Linked DNA regions of Mus musculus: region 1 is linked to region 2. A link is a contact called in public HiChIP or PLAC-seq data. All regions are on one chromosome and are shown on one strand. Each heading gives the region's core, a stretch centred on a gene start, on an enhancer-like site or on the middle of the called end of the contact. The rest is flanking DNA. Distances are from core to core; before and after follow the strand shown.

Evidence for each region. HiChIP or PLAC-seq counts read pairs in DNA pulled down with a chosen protein or histone mark.
Region 1: an H3K4me3 HiChIP or PLAC-seq map of embryonic basal ganglia shows a contact between it and region 2, with 4 times the contacts expected there. The contact joins the enhancer-like site here to the promoter of Bmp2 in region 2. A contact is called at or near these places in 6 of 39 promoter capture datasets (the 3T3-L1 cell line, embryonic stem cells, frontonasal cranial neural crest and 1 more), 8 of 115 datasets of contacts at active chromatin or transcription factors (embryonic basal ganglia, embryonic forebrain, embryonic hindbrain and 5 more) and 2 of 9 other capture datasets (embryonic stem cells and embryonic trunk).

Annotation. Positions count from the first base shown.
Region 1 is chr2:134,066,860-134,069,559 of GRCm38.p6, reverse strand. No RefSeq gene overlaps it. Among named protein-coding and RNA genes, the nearest start is that of Gm39940, 330 kb to the right of the region's middle. Within about 2 kb of position 1,314, at least 23 of the 459 cell types and tissues checked have an H3K27ac peak or open chromatin away from gene starts, as enhancers often do. A contact at or near this core is called in embryonic basal ganglia, where this site is marked.
Region 2 is chr2:133,550,757-133,553,456 of GRCm38.p6, reverse strand. Bmp2 (bone morphogenetic protein 2) reads right to left here and starts at 1,298. Exons shown (of 3, transcript NM_007553.3): 1 at 106-1,298. RefSeq lists promoters at 333-648, 1,138-1,336, 333-2,700 and a cis regulatory region at 2,310-2,320.

The DNA of each region.
Region 1 (2,700 bases), core at 65-2,564, 520 kb before region 2:
TGAGGCAGCACCATTGGGCACATCATGGGAGCCAGTTAACATTTTAGAAGTTCTTCCAAAAATTTCTAACTGAAGTACTATATAATTCGGGGTATACATGGAAGGGAATAAAGTCAGCCTCAAAGGCCATCCACACACACATGGTTGTTGCAGCATTAGTCACAATAGCCATGGCCTGGAGTCAGCCTATGAGCCCATCAACAGTGAGTGATATGGAAAATACAGTACATAAGCCGAACGAAACAGCATTCAGTGCAAAAAAAAAAAAAAAAAAAAAAAAGATGAAATCTTGTCCTATTTGTGGCTATGTGGATAACTTAAAGTACATTATCCTAAATGATACAGAAAGCTGAATAGGATACAATTTCACTAAGTTTGAAATTGTAAACAGTGGCTGTCATTACTGTACCAAGTAGAATGGTAGTTACAGGAGTCTGGAAGATAGAATGGACACGGAGCATGAGAGTAAGATTCTGTGTCCAATTGCACTGTAAAGTGATTTTGACTAAGAGGATTATGTTTGAAAGCAACTAGAAAAGAAGAGTTCATTTTCCCAACACTACAAAGGGTGTTTGAGGTGGTAGATACACGTCTTGTCTAGGTCATCACACATAATAATAGAATGGTGATGAGAGATCGCATCGTGCCACATAAAGATGTACAATTACCCTCCATCAACTTAAATCAAAATAAAAAAAAATTTATTTGATAAATGACAAGACAAACCTGTAACTAGTCTAAACGCTCAGAACCCCGGTATCTACGAGGCCTCAAGCACACATACCTACAAAGAGGTGCCTTCCCTTCTGAGCAATGAATTTTATTCTTTCTGTCGCATTTAAGAGCTTATCCACCATTTCCCAAAGTTTTGTGTATTAGTTACTATTCTGAAAGAAATGTCAGGCACATGTGGGAGACCTCTCTTATAATAAAAATTGAGTTGGAAAAAGCAAAACTACGAATGTTTAGCAAAAACAAACTTTGAAAGGAAGCTCAACGCTTTAAAAAAAATGTTTCCTTAGGCATTTTTCTAAAATCAGCCTTGTTTCTGCATAATATTTTTCTTGGTTGGGCAAAGGCTGGTTAAAATATTCATTATTTTTTTAATGTACCATGCTGCTATTTGCAGCTTCAGGTAGTTAATATTTGTGTTTAAGCTTTGCAGTTCAAATGGGAAAATCCACCCTAAGGAGTATTGCTGAACAGCATGAAGGAATCCTTCGAAACAGGAGGTCCCTTTCCTGAATACCAATCAGTGTGGCTTTCCTTTGTGGCCGAGAAAGGAAGCGCTAACCAATGTTTGCACTCCACCATGCCCTGCATGTCAGAAGCTTAATTCCAAACACTGGCTGCCTTGTCGGCTGGGTTTCCGGATGGCAGAATAAATTGAACCTCTGAAGGCCGATGGCGCTACTGTGTCTCCAGATGACGTCAACGTCTTCTGGGACAACAGTGTGAAAAAGTGAAATATAATCAGAAAGTGCCTGGATAAAGATTACCTCAGTGTGTGTGTGTGTGTGTGTGTGTGTGTGTGTGTGTGTGTATTTGACTATGATAGGTCAGCCCTGTGAGCAAAGGCATTGGTGTTTATTCATACATAGAAGCCTGGATTAAGATGTAAGGGAGAGTGAAAGACAAGAGACCTTTGAGAAAAGTTTGCAGTCTGCATAGATGTATTCACCCTCCAGGTAAATACAAGCAAATTAGAGTCTAGGGAACGGTTCCCAGCAACAACTGTCCACCAAGTTTGTAGATGCTACTACAGATGTTACTGACAACAGTTTAAATGCAAACCATTCAGAAAGAAATGTGAAATTATGTGTCTGAAGAACTTAAGCATATTCTCAGGAGGGTCAACACCTTGGGCATGATTTTTTAACAGGGATTAACTGAGGGCTTTCTATGTATGAGAACTTGTACCCTTGCTAGAACAGGAACTCAGACATGAGACAGACAGGGCTAGACTTGGCATCAAGTTGTGTATTGTGTAACCCTTACCACCATTGGTTACTTCAGCGATCTCAGATAAACTAGTGTATCAATTTAGAATTCCTACCACTCACATAATTTTAAGAGGATATACATATATACATATATATATTTGCATGGTTTTCTTTTATTTCTAGTTTCTTATTCAAAGAAAATGTAGAAAATAGCAATACTAGTACTCTATAATTTTATATTACTTCTATCCATTCCACAATGTTTGATTCATATTCTTCAAAAATTTTGGGACAACCAACTGTGAGAATAGACTATTGTTCCTAGGACAGAAAAAGATCATTCCAGGGGCACTGTTTCCCTGCTGGGGCTCAATTCACCTCACACTGTGGAGGGTGTAAATGTAGCTTTCTCTTGCTTAGTTCTGAAGAGGTTCCTCTTGCCTCTTTCATTGATTTCCAGCCTATTCCAGAGCATCTGGACCCAGCTTGACTGGAATCAATTTAGGTCACCTTGGCCATACGGTTGTATCTATTATAACACAATAATTTATTCTGAAAATGTATGTATCTCCTTCAAAGAAGGCATGCAGGTCTCTGTTGTGTCTGATGTACAACATAGGCATGTAGATCCTGTACATGTATAACCACGTGGCAGTGGCTGATTTTTGTCACCTTTCACATTTCAAAATTGAGAGAACAGCTAGGTGGCATCTTATCTGGAAAATAACATTTTCTAAGATGCCATCTCCCTAGTAAC
Region 2 (2,700 bases), core at 49-2,548:
TTACGTCCACTCCACTCCACCAGTCCTCCCAGGCGCCCTGCGCCGTTGGGCGGGAAGCGGTGTCACCCGCCAGCCAACCCCGGGTCCCCGGCCCGTGTCCTCTACCTTTAGGAGACCGCAGTCCGTCTAAGAAGCACTAGGGGGCACGTCCATTGAGAGAGTCTCCACATGGAAAAAGCTCTGTCCGAGGGACCTGGAGCAGCAACTGGGCTTCTGTTGCTTTTCTTCGCCTCCTCCTCCTTCTCCGGGTGTTCTCCCTGTAGGGAACTGTGTCTTGGGGTGGGCCCAGCGGGCTGAGGAAGAGAGGTGATCGGGCTGGAGGCGGCAAGACTGGATCCGCCGGGCGAGGACACCGGCGCGAAGTGGGGAGCCCAAGTCACTCTCCCGGCAAGTTCAAGAAGTCTCCAGCCAAGTGCTGACACACAGCCTCGAGCAGGGGGAGGAGTGCGGGGCCGGGACGGGAAGGGAAGGCTGAGGCAAGGCTGCTGCTGTCGTCGGCCTCAGGGACCAGCGCTGGCGGGGCGCGGGGCTGGCTCCGGGACTCGCCGGGCGAGGGACGGACGTTCTGCGTTAGCTGGGCCGCGACCCATGGCTCGGGGCAGCCATCGTGGGCGATGCCGTGTCCGGGCAAGGGCGCAGCGAAGATCTGGGTGGCGGGCGGGCCGCCACTCTGCATCCCTCAGCCTGACTCTGGCGCACCCCCATCAGCGCTCGCCAGCAGAGCCCGCACGGCTGCGGCGCCCCGGCGTCCTGGGGCTCATTCTCGAGACAGTCCAGCCGCGCGTCTCGGGTTGCCAAACCGGGTGACCTCGCGCTCCGAGCCCTCGGGCCAAGTGTCTTTTGTGGCAGCCTGGGGTCCACTCACTCTTCCGCCCGCTCGCCTTGGGCGCTCACTCCTGGGTCAGAGTGGCCCCGCATTGAGGGTAAGACTGTGCTCCGGACTCCCGGTTCTTAGCGTCGGTCCGCGACTCTAGCTTCTCCCGGACAGCCGAGGCCACAGCGCCAGGCGCGCACAGTCTGGAGTTCCAACCCGTGTCGTGCCAGTCCCTCGAAGCCGCGGGTGACCCTCGCGTCTTTCGCCGGGAGGGCGTCCGGTGCCTGGTGTCGCCTGGGGAGGCTACGTCCGGGGCTGCCAATCCCGGGCGGGCTGTGGGAAGCGCAGCGGCGGCGGGCGCAGTGCGAGCAGGGCTCTGCGCGGCAGGGCGAGGACTCCGGCGGCGACGACGGAGGCGCCGTGGCGCGGCGCTCGCGGCTTTTAAAGGAGACGCCGCCTGCCGGCTCCCTCCCGGCCGTGGCCGAACACCTCCCCCTCGGAGGCGCAGCGCGCCGGGGATCCCCGGGCGGGCGGGAGCGGCGCGCAGGGGTGTGGACGGCGCGCCCTACGGGGCGGCCGCGGTGGAGCGGGGCGGGGCGAGCGCGCGGCCGCTAAGGGGTCGCGTCCCGGATGAGTGTGAAGCCGACCCCCGGGACCTGGATCCGCGCCCACAGCTGCGGGAGACTAGGGCAAATCCAGAGTCCACTGGCCTCTGAGTTCCCTCATTGGGCCAATATTCAACTTGAGTTTGAAGTTTTTAGGTAAGAGCACATTAAAAAGAAGAACAGAACTTACAAGTTATTAGACATTTTGGCAAAAATGTGAGCAAACGCTTCTGTTTTGAATGGTGAGAAGAAAATGTCGAGAAATAGCCGATACACATCTGAGTGCATTATTACATTTTATAAATATTCATACATTTATATTCAAATAAATGAATCTAATAAAAAGATGCATATATTTTATATGTATTTATTTATGTAAATTATAAAAATACGGGTACAGGTTTCTGAACATAGATACACACTTGTAAAGTGGACATCCCTTCTAGTGATGTGTGTGTGTGTGTGTGTGTGTGTGTGTGTGTGTCCATGTGAGGGGACAATGAGAGTTAATAGAAATTCTCTTTATAGAAGCGATCACTTCGATACTTGTGATATTTATCTTCCCTTCCACACCCACCTACTCCAGAGTCAGGTAACAAGACAATTCCGGTTTGAGACCTTTGAATTTTCTGCCTGGTCCTCTCTCTCCACTGGGTCTCCAGCAGTAAGGCTCTGGCTGTGGCCAAGCCAGTTTTCTTCCTCAGCTGGAAATGTCCCCAAAGCTGCTGAGCCAGGATTCTTTTTTGAAATCTTTCCATTTCTCCCTACATTCAGGAGCCTTCATAGTACCACCACTGGCTACCCACAGGACCCCCAAAACTATGGGCTGAGCATTCCTGTAGAAGACCAGAGTGAATAACGTTACGTTGTGAACCAGATCTTTCCAGTTTGCAAAGCAAAGACCGAGAAAGACCAGAAGCAGGGGCTTTAATGATTTTTTTACCCACGTGTGCTAGCTTTTCAGTCGGGGAGCTAAAATAACTCTAGGTTCGTTCACCTAAATCGGATTAGCAACCCACAGAGGGAAATTAGGCCCTGGCTGTTTCTAGAGCTGTAGAGGTCAAATAAGGTATTTTTGAAGGAAGGCTGTCTACAAGGGAAATTAAAGGAGAGGAAGGGATAGATCCAGCAATTTGCGATCAGCTACTGTATTCCTTTTTAAAACGTGTTGCAGAAGTTGTCACTCTGAATCATGAGACACCAAACAAGGCGGCAATAAAACACTCCACTCAGACGTGTAAGTGTGTAAGTCAAAAGGGCTGATCGCCTCTGAAGCCATTT